2 separate regions of the Sus scrofa genome follow, and region 1 is linked to region 2. Evidence: chromatin contacts called from public Hi-C data. All regions are on one chromosome and are shown on one strand. The core of a region is the stretch at or near the end of the contact, and the rest is flanking DNA. Distances in the headings are between cores, read along the strand shown.

Evidence for each region. A called contact is a pair of places that touch in the nucleus more often than the background predicts.
Region 1: a contact with region 2 is called in a Hi-C map of skeletal muscle, with 4 times the contacts expected there. The contact joins the promoter of GSR here to the promoter of WRN in region 2. A contact is called at or near these places in 3 of 47 Hi-C or Micro-C datasets (heart right ventricle and skeletal muscle).

Annotation. Positions count from the first base shown.
Region 1 is chr15:54,381,218-54,383,917 of Sscrofa11.1, reverse strand. It overlaps GSR (glutathione reductase, mitochondrial), which reads right to left and starts at 1,354. Exons shown (of 13, transcript XM_003483635.4): 1 at 561-1,354. The coding sequence starts at 857.
Region 2 is chr15:54,093,226-54,095,925 of Sscrofa11.1, reverse strand. WRN (Werner syndrome ATP-dependent helicase) reads left to right here and starts at 1,253. Exons shown (of 35, transcript XM_021075787.1): 1 at 1,253-1,560. It overlaps PURG (purine-rich element-binding protein gamma), which reads right to left and starts at 885. Exons shown (of 3, transcript XM_003359494.4): 1 at 730-885; 2 at 1-432. The coding sequence starts at 426.

The DNA.
Region 1 (2,700 bases), core at 105-2,604, 290 kb before region 2:
AGAACTTTTTCAACTCCTCAGGTGATCCGAATGTGCAGCCGAAAGTGTGAACCGCTGCTGTAAATCATTCTGCCCTTGAAAATGAAAGGAGAGGACCGCAAGTCAATGACATAGGCTCCATCCTCCCTTTCCCCCCTTCCCAGAGACGCAGGCAAGCTGCAGTTATCCAGGTGCAGTTTTGGGTTCATAGATTTGGTAATGAGATAGAGCATGGACTACAATACCCTTCCGCCTTGAGGACTGAGGATGCAGGAAAGTTACGTTAGATTTAACCACCTCCTGCCAGCGTTATTATTGCACCTGCGCTGGAACAGGCGCAGGCTTAGCTTCGGGGGCCGCGGAAAAAAAACTGTACACTTCTCTCATCTAAACTTGCTGGGATCCCGCCTCTGACTCGGGTGGGAAAGCGGAAAGGGCAGCGCCAGAGCTCACTAGGAAGGAGCACAGAACGTTTCTGCAGAGAGAGGAGGAAAGAAAGCGGGGCCTCGGGCGCGGTGCTGCAGGGGCCGAGGCGCAAGGAGCAGCACCAGGAGCAGCACCGGGAGAGCGCGGGTACTCACGCAAGTGCCGCCCAGCTTGTGGCTCTCCACCACCGCGGCCCGAGCGCCCAGCTCCGCCGCCCGGCGCGCGCTGGCCAGCCCGCCGGAGCCGCCCCCGATCACCAGGTAGTCGAAGGAGGTCGCGACGCTGCGGGCTGGGGGCCAGCACTGTGGCTGCGACTCCTGCCTGCTCGCCATGGCTCGGGGGAAGACGCTGGCGGGTCGGGTTGGAGGCGGCGCGAAGCGGGAGAAGGCGCGCGCCGCCTGCCGCCAGCTGGGGCCCGCGCTAGCGCTCAGGGTCCAGACCAGCAGGGCCATGCACGCGGAAGTGTGCGCCGCGGGGGTGCGGCCCGGGGGCGGGCCCCGGGGAAGAAGGGGGGCCGCGCGGGCACCCGGCCGGCGCAGCCTCACGGTGACTAAGCACCCGACCCGAGCGAAGGGGGAGGGGGAACGGGGTGGGGGCGGGGCTCGCTGACCGAGGCTTGGCGGGACTGGGGTGGGCAGGCGCGGAGGGGCGGTGTTGCCCGCCCCCCGTGCCCCTGGGTGCAAACCAGCCCGCTCTGCCCCAAATGGGGGTCACCTTTCCTGGATCTCTCCGCCTGGGTCTTCACCCCAGCACGAGTCCGCGAGCCCGAGTGGCATCAGCCGGATGTTGGTTTCTGAAGTCCCAAGGGGCCAAGGAGGATGAACACCTTCTTTTGTTCCCCCAGCCTTTTCTGAGCGGGCCCCTTGGGAGATGCCAGGGGCGACGAATTCTCAGGGAAGGGAGATTTGTCCACCATCGTTTTTGAGGGCGCTGTTTCTCACGGTTTGAGCAACAGACCACCTGAACCCTGGGTCTTAACCCGGATCTACTAAATCGGAAGCTCTAGGTCAGGACCTCAGCAATCTACATTTTAAACACCCCTTCTTTCCAGCTCTCAGGTGAGTTCTAAACATACTCTGTGAGACATTGGGACAGAAGTTTTTGTGATCCATGGATGAAGCATAAAGATAACAAACGTAGAGATAGAGACACAAAGAGTTCCCCCTATAGCGCAACCGGATGGGCGGCGTCTTGCGAGCCCAGGGACGAAGGTTTGATCTCTGGCCCAGAGCAGTGGGTTAAGGATCCCATGTTTCCCTGCAGCGTAAGTCACCAATGCGACTCAGATCTGATCCCTGGCCCCGGGAACCCCATTATGCCACTGGGCAGACAAAAAAGAAAAAAACACCCAGCACTTTGCTCCCAAACTGTCGAGACTGGGATGTCATTTTACAGTGTTTGGACTACCAGTTGGTAGTTGTAAATGAAGTTGGAGCCGTCAATGAAGTAGTAAGTAAATAAATCTGTGTGGCCTGAGCCTATCACCCACAAGGCTGAGAGCACTGCAGTCAGAGGACTGAAAGTTCAGGTTGAATCACAGAGAAGCTAGGCCCAGCACCCTGAAGAGGAGTGGGAACTAAGTACTCTCCAGTTAGAATGGTATCCAGTTATTTTAAGGTGTTTTGTTTTGTTTTTTTCCTGATTAAAATGTAATGGAGGGAGTTCCCGTTGTGGCTCAGCAAGTTATGGATCTTTCCTTCTCTCTGTGAGGATGTGGGTTTGATCCCTGACCTGGCTCAATGGATTAAGCAGCCAGTGTTGCTGCAGTAAGTCAGAGATGCCACTCCAGTATTGCAGGGGCTGTGGCATAGGCGTCGGCTGCAGTGACAGTTCAAACCCTAACCTCAGGTGCAGCCCTAAAAAGAAAAAAAAATGTAATAGAGGGAAAGGAAGGAAAGTTCCTCCTTCCACCAGGCTGCCACATAATAAATGTACACAAAACAACAGAGTTAGAAAAATCCCATTTTAGGAGTTCCCATTGTGGCTCCAAGGGTTAAGACCCTACATAGTGTCCATGAGGTTCAGTCCCTGGCCTTACTCAGTGGGTTAAAGATTGGCATTGCTGCAAGCTGCAGCATAGGTTGCAGATTCTGCTCAGATCTGGCATGGCTGTGGCGTAGGCTAGCAGCTGCAGCTCCAATTTGACCCCTAGCCCGGGAACTTCCATATGCTGCAGGTGCAGCCCTAAAAAGAAAAGGAAAGAAGAAAAAAAATCACCATTTTACAGCTGTCATAGTTATCATTGTGTCATTAGATATCAGTGAATATTAAAACCACTGGATGCAAGTTTGACGA
Region 2 (2,700 bases), core at 4-2,503:
GTGACCATGCTCTTGTCGGTGGCCTTTCAGGCCCAGGTGGGCATAGTGCTCGATGAAGTCCCCTAGGCAGTCCTTCAGCTCCGCTGCCACAGACAGGGAGAGGGTCAGTTTACTCTTTCTGATATTGTCTTGCCGGCCTCTCCCTATCCAGACTTCGGCTATCTTTAGGAACCGGCCCCGGGAGCTTTGCTTCACGTCTAGGTAAAACCTTTTTTTCTGGATGTCCACTCGTTTAGAGGCCAGCTCCTGGATTTCGGCGGCGCCCCCAGCCTGACTAGGGGTGGCTGAAGCCGCGTAGTGGGGGTAGTGGGGGTGCTGGGCCTGGGGATAGAGTCTACTCTTGCTTAGGCCAGAGCCCCCTACATTCTTGCCGCCGCGGCCACGGCCGCCGCCGCCGCCGCCTCCCCTTCGCCTGGCTCTTTCCATCTTCAGCTGCAAGTGACAAACAGACACACGGGGTGGGGTGGGGGAGGGGTGTTGAGAACAATCGCAGACGCCCCTCGGCCTGGGCTGCCCCAGCCTCCGCCCGGGACCCCCACACCGGGCCGCGCTTTGCACTGTGCCGGCCGCCGCAGCGCCGGGCTCCCGCCTCTACCGGACGAACGGTGGCGGCGGGCGGAGTCTCCCGGCTCCGCACCGGGCACACAACATCCCTCCGCGGCCCCTGGCCTCCCGCTCCCGCTCGCCTCGGGCTCAGCAGCCCCGGGTCCCCAGCCAGCAGACACTCACATCAGCACTGCCATCACCGCCGCCGCCGCCGATGCCCTTCACGACCGCCGCCGCCAGCTCTCGGCCCCTCTGTAGCAGCCGCCGCCCCCTGCCTGCTCCCCCGCCGCCGCTCGCACCGCCCCCCGCCGGAGCAGCCAGGCAGGGGCATCGCCTGCGGCGCCCGCCGCCGCCGCCCCTCCTGCGGCCGCTGCGGGGGCCGCCGCGGGGGCCGCCGCCTCTCTTCGGGCTCCGGCCCGACGCCCGCCGGGGAGGGTAAGGAGGGCGGGGAGGGGGGCGGTGGGAGGCGGGCAGTGGACCCCGCCTCTCCAGCACAGCCGGCTGAAGGGAAGACTGGGTCTCACGCTTTCCCTTGGGGCGCGCCCTGACTGAAGCCCAGCGCGAGGTGACTGGACAGGTATGAAGATGGGAATAAGGACCGGGGCGGCGAGAGAGTTCTGACTTCTTCAGGTTCCGCTGGGAACTGGTACTCTGGCGGCCCACCGGCACCTGCGCGGAGACTACACTCCCCGAAGTGCACAGCAGCGTCGAGTCCTCTGCGCATGTGCGCCGCGTAGCCATCTGGGCTGTGGTGGGCGGGGTTGTAGCACAGCGCCTCCGGAGAGGAGGACTGGGGGCGGGGCGGACCCTGGAGAAAGGTTTGGGGAAGATCTATGTCCCAGAAGTGACGTGTACTCTGTGCGCCTTGACGCTCAGGCGTGTGCTCCTCAGCGCGGGAACAAAGTCTGTTCAATTGATGACTATCCTGGATTCCTGGGTTCCAGGCCCCAGTGTTGGGGCGCTGCTCAAGTCATCCAGCTGAAGGGAAATCCTGTTGAACTGGCTCTTCTCAGGGTAACGTGTCCTCCCTCTTCCTACTTCCAGCTCCAGACCCTGGGGTATCGTTCTAGCCTTCTCCTACACTGGAGGTGCTCAGTCCGGCAGAGCAGGCCTCTGGGCTGTGTGTAGGAGATCCCTCCTTCCCCTTTCCACCTTTCGAGCTTAGCGGTAAAGAACCTCGTCCTCCCGCAGGCCTTCTTTGAGCTGCTGTGAGCAAAAGTGTGCTTCCACGCTCCTCTCGCTTTAGCTTGTGCAGCTGATTGGTTACCTGTTGCGTGCGTTTAGGAGCCTGTTCTAACTATATGGTCTTCACTGCTGCAGAAATTCAGCCACTCCATGTTTACACAACATAGTCCAGGGAAATAACCCATTTTGTCTAATGTAACAAACTATTTTGGAGTTTTCGAGTTCAAAGTATTCAATCTTTAATGGTTTGGGTTTTTTTTTTTTTCTTTCTCCTGGTTGAATTTGAGTTGATTTCTGGGTATGTTTGAATATGTAAAAATTCTCCCCATGGAAGGGAATATTAAAATCCTTAGGATGCTAATTTAGTAGTCTTTAAGTTAGCGTGTAGGAGAAACTGTCCCAATAAAAATGTAGAAAGGAGAGACTCTGGCCATGATGACTAAGCAAAGTCCATCCAACTGCCCCAACCACCCCTCCCCACACATCTGCTTCTGTCAATTTGTTTCCACATCCACTACCTGCCTGACGTCACTCCGGTCCAACTAGCCAAGGATGGACCTGGAAGAAGTAGCCCATAAAAGCCTTGTGAAACCCTTCTTCCGGGCTCAGACACTGGAGATCGATCTCCTCCGAGCCGGCCGGCGTAATAAACCTGAGTTCTCCAACTCTCCGAGTGCTCGCTTGGTTTCTTGCCGGGTAAAAGAGCTGATCCACTGCAGCCAGAGCTGCTGGAGCTAGTAGGCTACAGCCACAGGGCTGTCTCCAGAGCTGATACGCTGCAGCGCAGGGCTGCTGGGTAGCTGCCGTAACATTTCTGGAGGCCCCAGCAAGATTCCAACCGTTCTGGCCCCTTGAGCCACCAGAACAGAGGTAAGGCCGCCCGGGAGCCAGGGAGCCTCGAACCGAACGAGGCGTTGTGCCACCCTATGGTATTCCGGGTCCTCCTTCGTGAGCGGCATTCCTGACTCC